Regions from separate parts of the Mus musculus genome. Here all the other regions are linked to region 4. The links are chromatin contacts, called in public Hi-C maps. All regions are on one chromosome and are shown on one strand. Each heading gives the region's core, a stretch centred on a gene start, on an enhancer-like site or on the middle of the called end of the contact. The rest is flanking DNA. Distances are from core to core; before and after follow the strand shown. Region 1 overlaps Cpxm2 (carboxypeptidase X 2 (M14 family)). Region 2 overlaps Chst15 (carbohydrate sulfotransferase 15). Region 3 holds the start of 4932437C15Rik (a long non-coding RNA gene). Region 4 has its middle 13 kb from the start of Gm35249.

Region 1 (2,700 bases), core at 107-2,606, 480 kb after region 4:
CACCACTGCTACATATTTCTGTTCAATTTCCTGGCCCTCTGTACTTCTCTCCTGTCTCTTCCCATACCTGATCCTGCACCCCCCCCCTTTCCCTCTTCCTCCTCTCTCCTTCCAAGGTCCTTTCTTCCCTCTACATCCTGTGATTATTTTGTTCCCCCTTCTAAGTAGGATGGGAGCATCCACACTTTGGTCTTTCTTCTTCTTAAGCTTCACATGGTCTGTGAGTTGCATCATGACATGTGTGACCTGGAAGATTTATAAAATATCTATATGTGAGCCACCTCAGACACAGTGAAGTGGAAATCTTAGTGGAAGTGTTCAAGAAGTTGTCCCATGCTTCTCTACAGCCAGGCCTCAGAACCCATGATTGGCATTGTTAGGAATCTGAGTCCAGGTAGCAGGAATTGGTGATCAAGTATGGTTTTCTCAGACTGACCCTGAGTCTCAGTAACTCTGAGCTGTGTCAGCCTGTGTGTGCTGGCTACAACACACCCCTAAGAAGGCCAAAGGGCCAGCAGCACCTGAACTCGGTTCATTGTCTCAGAAGCCCCGGGCCTCATTCACACCCAGTTATGTGCATTGCGTGTTTCCTGGGTAGACAAAAGTCTGTTCCCCTCAGATAAAGTACCAACGACAGAGTTTGTTTTCACTGACATCCAACTTGCTAAAGCAAAGAGTTTATTAGGCTTCCGTACAAATTATGAGTTAGGGGTTACTTACAGGAATGTAGGTGATATTAAAGCAGCTGCTTCAACAGGAAGCTTCAGCCCAGAATGAATGACAATTTCTTCATAGCTGTGGAGGCAGGGTCCTCCAACAGCTTCACTTAACCTTCTGCTTTCTGTATAACCCGGTACCTTCAAGACAGGGCCACATGCAGTTAGAATAAAATTACACTCACCTGACAGGGAGGCACAGGAAGAAATGGCTGGGCTCTCAGAGAACAGTCCAATGGCCCTGCTCCTTCCTCCTATGAGGGGAGGTCAACGGTCCATGGGCTGGAACTTGAGGGTCTCTGACAAGTAATCATAGCTGCTCTGTTGAAGACAATGGTGGCTGGTAATGCTCAGAAGACAGCGGTCTACAACAGTGTGCTGGAAAGTATGTGACTAAAGATGATATGCAGAAATAACCTCAGGATTACATTGGCAAGTAAGGACTCACCAAAGACTAGTTAATGTCCCTCAGAGGGAGGTCTTGTGGGCTGACAGACAGAGCCAGCTGCCCAGAACAAAGGCTGGAGGTGTTTCTGAGATCAGTTATCAGGCTGACCTTCAGTTCCATGGAATGAGCATGCCTGGCTTGTGCCACTGTCATTTAACTTGAGATACGCACGGCTTCCAGACACCTGTCAGCACAGACATAGAAGTGGGATGTGCTAAAGAACTCCTCTTACTGTCTTGCTCTTCAAAAACAGAGATAATGTGCTTGGACGTGAGGTTGGTGACTCATGCCTGCTGCTCCACTTTCTCGGGGTATTTTTATGGCTCTGCCCACCATTCTGTCTTCAGGAGCCCTGGTGGGTTAACATAGCCTTGCTCGATGGGTGTCCCAAGGCATCTCTTCACACCCAGCAGTGAGACAAGTATCAGTTTAGTTGGCACAGTGAGCTTCAGGTGTATGCTAAGTGAGCTGACTGCTCAGAGTCCCTGCGACGGAGACCTTGCTATCCCACGTGCATCCCTGGGGCCCTCTGGGGAGAGCTAGCAGTATGTGCTTTATATATGAGGTGGCTATGATGACCACCACTCAGGAGATGGCAGAGCTCAGGGTCACCATTACAGCCACTCTGAGTCACCTCTGAAGTCTTACTGCCCAAAATCACTGAGTTGGAAACTGTCCAGGGAGCATTTCTCAGTCCCAGTTGAGTACTCAGACCAGAAGCCATTGGCATGTAGATCGCTGGTTCTTGGGGCTGGATGAGAAGACAGAATTGCCAGCCCTCTCCCTCTATGGAGTCTTCTAGGTGGCTGTCGAAATATTTCTACCTCAGAGAGGATAGTTGGCTTAGCCTACTACTGAAAGAGACATTTATAGCCAACAATAAAATGAGACGCAGCAATAAGAAGGAACCAAAAAAAGAGTGGAGACACTCATCACGCTGTAAGAGGACAGCGATGAGAGTGTGGGTCACTCCCATGCAGCTTATGCCTTTAGAGCACTGAGCTACATGGCTTATGTTCCAGGCAGAGAGAAGGGGCAAGAGGTGGGGAAGGCAGAGAAGCAGGTGAAATCTATCCAAACACCCATACTTTGAGGCAGAGAGAATTGTGCCAAGAGAACATTGGAGGCATTCCTAGTGTGTGTATTTATAACCCCCTGGTTGCTTGTTTAAATATACATTTGTTTTCATCTCCTTTACTTGGAATGATAGGGACCATGGCCCTGTCACTTACCACAAGTCTATAATCTGAAATTTAGCATACCTGTGCTTAATGACAAATGGGATGGGGACAGATGAGTTGCTTGCTCATGGCTGCCAGAAGCTTCGGCCATAACTGGGGACCAGTTGACATCTGGATTGTTGACAGACTTTAGCAGACAGAGAGGGATGAAGACTGATTGTCTCTGTCCAAACAAGGAGGCCAGCAAGAATAAAAGGGAGGGAGCAAAGGTATCAGGTGGGTGCTGGGAAAGAAGACAGTTCCTACGTGAGCTGTGTTCCCTCCCTATGTGGAAGGAAGGCTAGGAAGTTCAGCC
Region 2 (2,700 bases), core at 64-2,563, 270 kb after region 4:
CTCCTTGGTTTGGGATTCTCATTTTTTTTCTTTCCTCCACATTTCTCTTTGTACCAGAGTGTACCTGTCCATCTCACAGCCATTGCAGTCACATGGAGCCCCAATCAAGGGCATCTCTGTTCCACGGTCACATAGGTGAATGCTCACAAAACAGTGTCTTCCAGAGCCATAGTGTCCCATGTGCCTCTTGGTCTCTGCCTTTGACTTGTACATGTTTATAAAGATCTACACCCACTGGGGAATTCTGTGGTCTGTCTTGGGTTTTCCGTTATTGTGACAGGAGGCAAGAGACAGTGTCCTTCATGGGATGGCTCTCAAGTGCATGATTTTCAGTCAACGGGGGATTTGGTTGGTGATGGTGATGGTCATGACGACGATGATGATGATGTACAAGGACAACAGCTGAGCACCATGTTGTGGCTAGTGGGGGGATGTTATTAATTCAAAGATACTTGAGTAATAGAGGGTTAAAGTGGAGCCTAGGTAACTCTCCCCTTGTTCTTTGCATTCAATCTTTTAAATCTTGGCCATCTCTAGCCTCAGACAGTCCCTCTGCCTCATCTCCAAGACTGGCAGAGCAAGGAGGTTGGCATTCGAGGACAAGGAGGGAGGTTGTGGCTGAGGGTGTGACTTACCAGACCTTTGTTCCAGCCTGCTTCTCTCTGCCCCTCCTTTGTTACTTAGTGTTTATTATTTCTTTACTGCTATTGTAGTTGCAAGAGGAATACTTGATCTTTCCAAGTGAACTTCAAAGCCAGATGGGACTGTGAAAGTGTGAGCCAATGTGCCCCAAGCTCCACCCACAGTCACTCTTGGAAACTGGTTGCTGAGGGATGTACTTGTCACTGTGCTTAATGGAAAGAGGGCCAGCTGGGGCTTCTGCTGTGTCTAGCTCTGCCTCCTGCTATGCTGTGATTCAGAGCAGGCTGTGTCCCGGGCTTCTGCTTCTCTTCCTTTTGTACTACAGAGCAGCCACACTCACCTGTAGCACTGTGAGTGGTCAGGAGCAGAAGAGGACCTTGGTGGGTCCACAGGACCTGCCAGCGCCTACCCAGCTTTCCTCCATGGTACTGAAAGTGACTTAGCAGGACTTCTTATTTTGCCATGTACTTGCCTACATCTTAATTTTAAAATGATGTTAAAACTTTCTAAGCTTTCTAAACATGGTATCTTGGATCTTTCATGCAGATCCCTGCACACACACACACACACACACACACACACACACGCACCAGGTGCTCACCATCACATCCATGGCCACACTGAGGCAGATGCACAGGCCACTCTCTGGCCTCTCACCATGTCTGGTAAGGGCTGGTCTGCTTGGGGATGGGAAGTGCATGCTATGCCCAGCTTCACCTTGTAAAACCATCTAGAGGACACTGTCAGATAGGCTGCCTGCTCTTTCCATCAGAAAGGAATGCCACTGAAGTATCTCAGGAGGTTCTCCCCATTCAAGGGTTAAATCAGACTCTTATTTTGCTTATCTTTGAAAATAAAACAATATTTAAAAGTATTCCGATCAGGGAGGCCATCTGGCGGGGAGCGCACAGCTGCTTCCCTTTCCATTGTGCCGCCCTTAATTTATTCACTCTAGGCCTCTGCTGTACATTGCGAGATCATCATTCGCATTCTGTGAACTGGCAATGTGTGAGTTCTGTTCTGTGAGGGACCTGAAGGGCATCTGGGTGGGCTATCTCCTGCTACCCAGGATCTTCCCTCTTCTCTCCAGGGTCTGTCTCAGTGGGCAGGAAGGGTCTAGGGATACAAAGGTGGACAGAGCCACCCTGTCCCTTTGGTGCTCTCTCTCTTTCTCTCTCTCTCTCTCTCTCTCTCTCTCATTTCCTCCCACACATTCTCTCTATCCTCTCTCAAACACTCTCTTCTCTCACTCCCACTCATTTTCATTCTATCTCTCCTACACATCACTCTCTCATGCACACAGTCTCTCTCTTACACACTCTTACACACTCTCTCCCTCTCTAACACATATACACACACTCTGTTACACACGCACACATACACACACACTTACACACTCTCTCCCTCTCTAACACATATACACATGCTCTGTTACATACACACACACACTCTTACACTCTCTCCCTCTCTAACACACATACACACACTCTTTCTTACACACACACACACACACACACACACACACACTTCCTCTCTCTTACACACACTCTCTCTCCCTCTCTCACATATATACATACACTTTCTCTTACACAGGCACTCACTCCCTGGGCACATCTTCTTTCCTTCATTTCCCGCTTGTGTTAGGGGACTCGTTGGACAATGGCCACAATGCCACCGCTTAAGGACTTTGCACTCCAGCCACATGGGAGCCATGATGTCAGAAAGCACGTCCCTTTCCCTGGCAGGTAAGGTTTGGGGCTGCACCTGCAGGAAGCCTCACAAACACACAAGAGGAAGAGTAGCTGGTTCTCAGACACCTGATGTCTTGATGATCTTGGGCCAATTTGGAGACACAAAGCCTTTCATGTTGACCTGGAGAAGAAGAGGGTGAGGGTCTCAGTTTGTCTGCAGTCACATGGCTATTTCAATGTTGTGATCGGTGCCCAGTGCAGACTCTGGAGTCTTTAGATATCCAGCCCCCCTCCCCTGGCCCATATCCTTTCCTGTCTCTGTAAATCACACCGAGCAGGAAGTATATGACATTGAATTCACAGTTGA
Region 3 (2,700 bases), core at 194-2,693, 450 kb before region 4:
AGCTCTCTGCCTCACATATAATGCTGGGTAGGCCGTTGGCAGCAGGGCACTGACCAAGTTCCTGTAACAAGCCTAATTGTTGCTGGACAGAGCAAGTCTTTGGGGAATGTAGAGGGACACATTACCATTTTGGATAGTCATTGAACACCTTGTCTGGTCAGGTGTCTCCCCAGTGGGGAAGGCTGAGAAGGGCAGAAGGGCGGCAGCATTGCCGGGTCTTTGCCAGTCTTAGAATTTAGACATGTGGGACGGCCTTGAGCAGTGTCTTGTACCTGGGAGCCTAAACTCCATTTTGGAAGGAATCCTCATTAAGCACCGTGCCTTTGGCTTCCTTCCCCCAAATTCCCCTAGGTATTGAAGAAATGAGCCATGGCTCCAAGCCAGTGGTCAACCTAATCCCCACCTCTGAGGGCCACGTGCGTATCATGCTAATGTAGTTTACAGTGGGATGTACCTAATATATTAAAAATGGTTCAGTTTGTCAGAATTGTTGAAAGAGATGGGAAATCTGCTGGTAGCTGTCTGTGTTTGGGCCTCTGCCTTTGATTTTGTGTTCCCTGATATGCAGATGACGTGTTCCCAGTTCTCCTCACACCTGGTGCCAGGTGGCTCCTGTCACCTACCCTGCCACCCCTGTTTAGCACCCTTTCCCAGCCGATAGGTCTCTACACACACACACCCCACCCCACCCCCTTTAGTTTGCCCTGCTATTAGCAGATTGGCCGCTGGGATTCATACCTCTAGCCTTAACAAGATGTACCACGGACCCACCTCAGCCTAGGGAAAGAACAAAGAATGGGATTCACCAAAGAAAAAGGAGACCAAGTCAGGAAGGGAAACGATCACTAGGCAACCTGGAGTCTGTTACCCGGGTAACAGATACATGCTCTGATATTGCAGATGGACATCTTAGTTGGTGGCTCTCAGCCACTCCAGATGCACTGGATGATGGCTCTTGTCCCCGGTGCTGTCCCCCTTGGCGAGGTGGGGTAAATTACACCTAAATCTATGCCTAAACTTCTGACTTTGTGCAATGAACCAACCTGTTAGCCCCTTTAAAGCCAAGCTTTTTACAGACTGTGAGTGTAGGGGGTTCTTACTTGTGTGTCCTGGTGCTGCCAGCCCCTCTACCCACGTCTTGGAGTTTGGCCCTCAGTAGAGAGCAGGCAGGGCTGATGTCACTCAGGCTCATGTGCCACAGCCTGAGTGCTCATCTGCTGAGCGGATGGTGCTCCATGGCTGATTGACTCCAGGATGAATCCAGGTAGAGCTGTGTGAGATCACTGCCACCTCACTTGCCCCTCTGTGACCTGGGCACAGTAGCCATCTCCAGCACCTCACCTTGACCTACTAAGGATAGGTGGGGCATTTTAGGGCTTTTGTTTTTTCATAGGGCTAAGCTGTCCGTTATAAGAACCATGGACCAGTGAGGGCATATAGGGTAAAAGGATGTTAGCACTTGAGACCACTTGGGCACCTTACTGTACTTATGGGTCAGAGATTCTCAGGTAGGTGGCGGGTGCATAGAAGGAATGCCTCAACATCAGGACCTGACTGCCGTTCAGTCAGTGATGGTTCATGATTCCCTTCCAACCCCAGCTTGTTCTAAACATTCTCTCTGCTCTAGGCCCCTAGTCTGTCCTGAGATGGTACAGGGATGATGTGGTTGGTGGTAAGAGTACCAGAGGAGTGTGTGGCTAGCCTGTGAGGTACAAGAGGATCCATGCATGTCCAGTTAGGAGGGTCGTCTTCGTGTTTCTATTGCTGTGGACCAAACACCACTTGTGGAGGAGAGGGTTTATTCCAGCTTGTGACTGCCAGGTCACAATCCATTGCTGAACGAAAGCAGGGCAGGAACTGAAGCAGAAGAGCGCTGCTTACAGGCTTGCTCCCATGGTCGGTTAAGCCTTCATCCAGGACTACCAGTCCAAGTGGTGATACTGCCCACAGTGAGCTGGGTCCCCCACATCAATCATTAGTCAAGACAATGCCCCTTAGCAAAGAGGCGGAGGCCTGAAGGTGAGTTTGCTTTTGCAAAAGGCTCCTGCTTTGAGTGTCTCAATGGTCACATAAAGGCCACATGGCTCCTAGAACAACCTGTGCTCCATATAGGATCTGAGGGGACACTTCACCTAGGGACAGCCACGTTCTTCCATATGTTGGGCAGCCTCTGAGAGGATAAACAGACTTGGAGGAAGGAGACAGCCCAACTTGGAGCCTCTGCAAAAGGGGAGAGGCAACAGCCCTGGCCACAGATCTCCCTGTACATGGTGTGGCTGTTAGGCTGCTATGAGACTTTATCTGGATAACTGAAGGCTGTCCTGTTTAGTCCATCATACTTATCTCCTTCCTTGACAAGGAAACAGCTGGCCTAGGGAAGTGTCCCCAAATCTGGGTCCAAAGCAGGAGGCTGTGAGGACTCCAGGCAAGGAGAGGCTGGGAAGTACAACAGTCAGGAAACCCTCCCTCCCCCACCCCCTCCCCCACAGGCAGGTGACCCCAAAGGTACAGTGATGTCATGTCGATCAGGTGCTGTGCTGTGGGTGTCCCCAGTCTGCTGTCTAGACAATTGAAGGGGAAGGGGCCTGGGCCGAGCTGCGTCCTAGAGGACCAGAGAATATGCACTTGAGTATCATAGGGCGTACTAACGAGGGCCACCCCTGTCCCATTTCCAGAATGGCCCTGGCTATCTCACTTCAC
Region 4 (2,749 bases), core at 47-2,546:
GGATCCCCCCAGGCTAGCAGGTGGTAGGTGAGGGGTTACTAATATAACAGCCCCTAATCTGGTTTGCCTTAACTACTAATTTATGGTTCCTGGGTTCTAAGCCTTGTATTTTATAGTAACACAATGGAACTGACTTCAAGATGTGTATGCACACAGTGCATAAACTCCCAAGTTTTTCCTAGAGAACACTGTGGCAGCCCTGTCTGTGTGCCCCAGGTTTGTTCTTTTGGAGTGTACAGGCCCAGACAGAACTTGTGAGCATGAGGGCACACAGCTGTGGTAAGGAGCCTGCCCGGGTGCCTTGATGACTATGAATATCGAGGCCAGCTTCAGTTTTGTTTTGAGCTAGGCTGACCTCAGGCCAGCTCACTCTTGTCTATTCTTTATGAAAGCAGGCGAATTAGGCCCACTTTCCTTCGCTCACGCTGCCCACTGTTTTTTAAAGTGGAGTCGGATGCCCTATGAGTCTGAGCTCTTAGTTAATGGGAACCACGGCCAGCTGGTCCCTACACACCTTATGAACCCACAAAGGAGCCAGACTGAGACCCTGGTAGGTTTCTTGGAGGAACCTGCCAGAAAACACCCACCATCTTCAGTGACATTTCCACTTCCCATCTTGGGTTTTTAGATTCCCTTGATGACTTAGTCTCCTTTGAAGTCAGTTTTCCCGGGGGGAAAAATGGTCCGTTTCTGCGGAGAGGGACCTTCGAGTTCTGTAGAGTAGTTAGGGATGTCTTGAGTCAGACTTAGAGCTAAGCACTGGTAGAGGAGGCCGAAGACGTATTTGGACAGCAGGGGGCACTGCCGGCAAAGCATTGCTCAGGTTTCAGCCGCGACGCGCGTGCGCGCAGGCCAGGGAATCAGCACTGAGACCAGGAGCCAATGGGTGCAGGGGATGGGGTGGTGTTTCAGGGGTGGTGTTAAACTGTTTTCTTCCAGGGCTCGCTGTCCTTTGCTGTTCCTTGGTTGCAAATCTTCTTGGCTGCAGACTTCTGTACTTTCATAAAACTTGGTTGTTAGTGTGCAGACTGAACGCACACTTTGAAAACAGTTGAAAAAAATGCAGAAACAATTCCCTCTGCGGCGCCGTGACTGTTCAGGTCTGGGTTCTCCCTTATGTGCTCTGGGTCCCCGGTCTTTTGACTGGTTAAGGGGTGTGAATCATGTTCACCCACTTGTCGCCCAGTGCACCTTATCGGTGCCCATCCTCTTGCCCCGTTCAGAAGACCTGGTAACCTAGCCCGGGCCACTTCCCTGGGGGCGACTATCACCTGTGCATTCTCTAGGAGGGAATAGAGGGCGCCCTAAGCCTATGGAAAGGGCTTGCAGCGTGGAAAATGAAGGCTAGGGCTAATGGTGTGAGTGGTAGGAAGGTGCTCTTTGGTTGCACTTGGTTTTCTTGCACTTTGTCTCTGCCACCTCACTGTGGCCTCCCTCTGTATGTGGCTCAGTCGACAGCTGTCTATCTACCATTACATGGTGATGACCTAGACAGCCAGGACTGGGAGGCCCTGGGTGTGTGAGCGCTGAAGGAGAAAAGAAATACCTTTTCTCATCCACCCTGTGGTCATGGCTGAGGCCTCTGCAACAAAATGATTAACAAAGAGAAAAGCATACACATTTATCTAATAGAAATTTTATGACGCCTAGGAGCCTTTAAAGGAAATGAAGAATGGAAGAAATGGTAAACCTCTGCATTTGTTTTTTTTTTTTTTTTTTTAAGCTGTGGTTTTATCCTGTGAGAACAAAACAGACTGTGACTGGATAGAAGTATGTGATCTAATGTTGATAAACTGGGGGCCTTATGAGGTCTGCTTGTTCAGAGTCTTTTGTGTCCTTGATGTCAGTGTCAGGGACTTTACTTCTCATTAGGGGACACTCCTCAAGTTCTCATGGACTCCTGCACGTGGAGAAGAGTCCTGGCGGGAGTTCTGAGGAGGGGCTCTTTCCCTTCCTGGCAGGAGCGAGATGGGAGAGGGTTGCTTCTGAGGCAGGAGGAGACTGGTCATCAGCTTTGGACATGCCAGGCAAACTCTGGAGCCTTAATCTCTTCCTTTAAAAAAATGGGGCAGCAGGCTCCTCCAGGGAACGGAGGACACATCGAGGAGCGTGGCTTCAGTTGAACCTGCTGGAGGCCTGGGTTCTAATCCCAGGTGTCCTGCTCGGGGCTGCTGCTCCTGCCCCCTGGTCTCCTTCTGATGAGGGTTGAGTGGCAGAGTATGTTACCTCTCAAAGAGGATCAGATCACATCATTTCTGCAGCAGCCCCCAAAGCCAGTCTGGAGGAGGAGCCAGGCTGTGAAAGGCAGTCAGCTCTGACCAGAGGAGCCGAGGCCTGACCTCCATGGAGCGGGTACTCTGACAGCATCTGTGCTGTGGAATTCAGCTCTTATGTCCCAGGCTTGTGACCCAGGACTCCTGTCTCCAGCCCGAGTGGCCCTGTGTGGTTCTGTGTGTGGCTGTGTGGTGGGGCGGGGACATGGTCCCTTACTCTCACTTGTTTGAGTCCCAGCTCACTTCAAGAGACTGTTCTTTTGGCATAGTGATGGTACTATTCCAGGTGGAGAGAGGTTCTGCCTTCCTCTCTGGAGGAAACTTAGCCTCAGTGGGTATCTAAGAGATGGGGGTAGGTGTAGAAGTTAGGTCCAGTTCTCGTTGCCCTCCCCAGCCCCATGCTCCCGGAAATACAACACAGACTCAAAATATATTTACAAATACCTTGGCCATAAAGCTAGGCTCTTCTCTGACTA

The links. A called contact is a pair of places that touch in the nucleus more often than the background predicts.
Region 1: a Hi-C map of cortical neurons shows a contact between it and region 4, with 2.9 times the contacts expected there. The contact joins two enhancer-like sites. A contact is called at or near these places in 2 of 484 Hi-C or Micro-C datasets (cortical neurons and nephron progenitors) and 2 of 115 datasets of contacts at active chromatin or transcription factors (embryonic basal ganglia and embryonic hindbrain).
Region 2: a Hi-C map of cerebral cortex shows a contact between it and region 4, with 2.8 times the contacts expected there. The contact joins two enhancer-like sites. A contact is called at or near these places in 2 of 484 Hi-C or Micro-C datasets (the N1E-115 cell line and cerebral cortex), 10 of 115 datasets of contacts at active chromatin or transcription factors (SST interneurons, astrocytes, differentiating embryonic stem cells and 7 more) and 2 of 9 other capture datasets (embryonic stem cells and pancreatic islet).
Region 3: a contact with region 4 is called in a Hi-C map of the Ba/F3 cell line, with 2.8 times the contacts expected there. The contact joins the promoter of 4932437C15Rik here to the enhancer-like site in region 4. A contact is called at or near these places in 1 of 15 datasets of contacts at CTCF or cohesin (large pre-B cells), 2 of 484 Hi-C or Micro-C datasets (the Ba/F3 cell line and the HL-1 cell line) and 1 of 115 datasets of contacts at active chromatin or transcription factors (cardiomyocytes).

Annotation. Positions count from the first base shown.
Region 1 is chr7:132,066,832-132,069,531 of GRCm38.p6, reverse strand. All of the region lies in intron 7 of Cpxm2 (carboxypeptidase X 2 (M14 family)), which reads left to right. Among named protein-coding and RNA genes, the nearest start is that of Cpxm2, 87 kb to the left of the region's middle. Within about 2 kb of position 1,356, at least 4 of the 459 cell types and tissues checked have an H3K27ac peak or open chromatin away from gene starts, as enhancers often do. A contact at or near this core is called in cortical neurons, where this site is marked.
Region 2 is chr7:132,283,129-132,285,828 of GRCm38.p6, reverse strand. All of the region lies in intron 1 of Chst15 (carbohydrate sulfotransferase 15), which reads left to right. Among named protein-coding and RNA genes, the nearest start is that of Gm10584, 31 kb to the left of the region's middle. Within about 2 kb of position 1,313, at least 46 of the 459 cell types and tissues checked have an H3K27ac peak or open chromatin away from gene starts, as enhancers often do. A contact at or near this core is called in the N1E-115 cell line, SST interneurons and cerebral cortex, where this site is marked.
Region 3 is chr7:133,000,131-133,002,830 of GRCm38.p6, reverse strand. It overlaps 4932437C15Rik (a long non-coding RNA gene), which reads right to left and starts at 1,443. Exons shown (of 2, transcript XR_378552.2): 1 at 1,101-1,443. The region is part of intron 1 of Ctbp2 (C-terminal binding protein 2); the gene reads left to right.
Region 4 is chr7:132,550,023-132,552,771 of GRCm38.p6, reverse strand. No RefSeq gene overlaps it. Among named protein-coding and RNA genes, the nearest start is that of Gm35249, 13 kb to the right of the region's middle. Within about 2 kb of position 1,296, at least 239 of the 459 cell types and tissues checked have an H3K27ac peak or open chromatin away from gene starts, as enhancers often do. A contact at or near this core is called in the Ba/F3 cell line, the N1E-115 cell line, SST interneurons and 2 more, where this site is marked.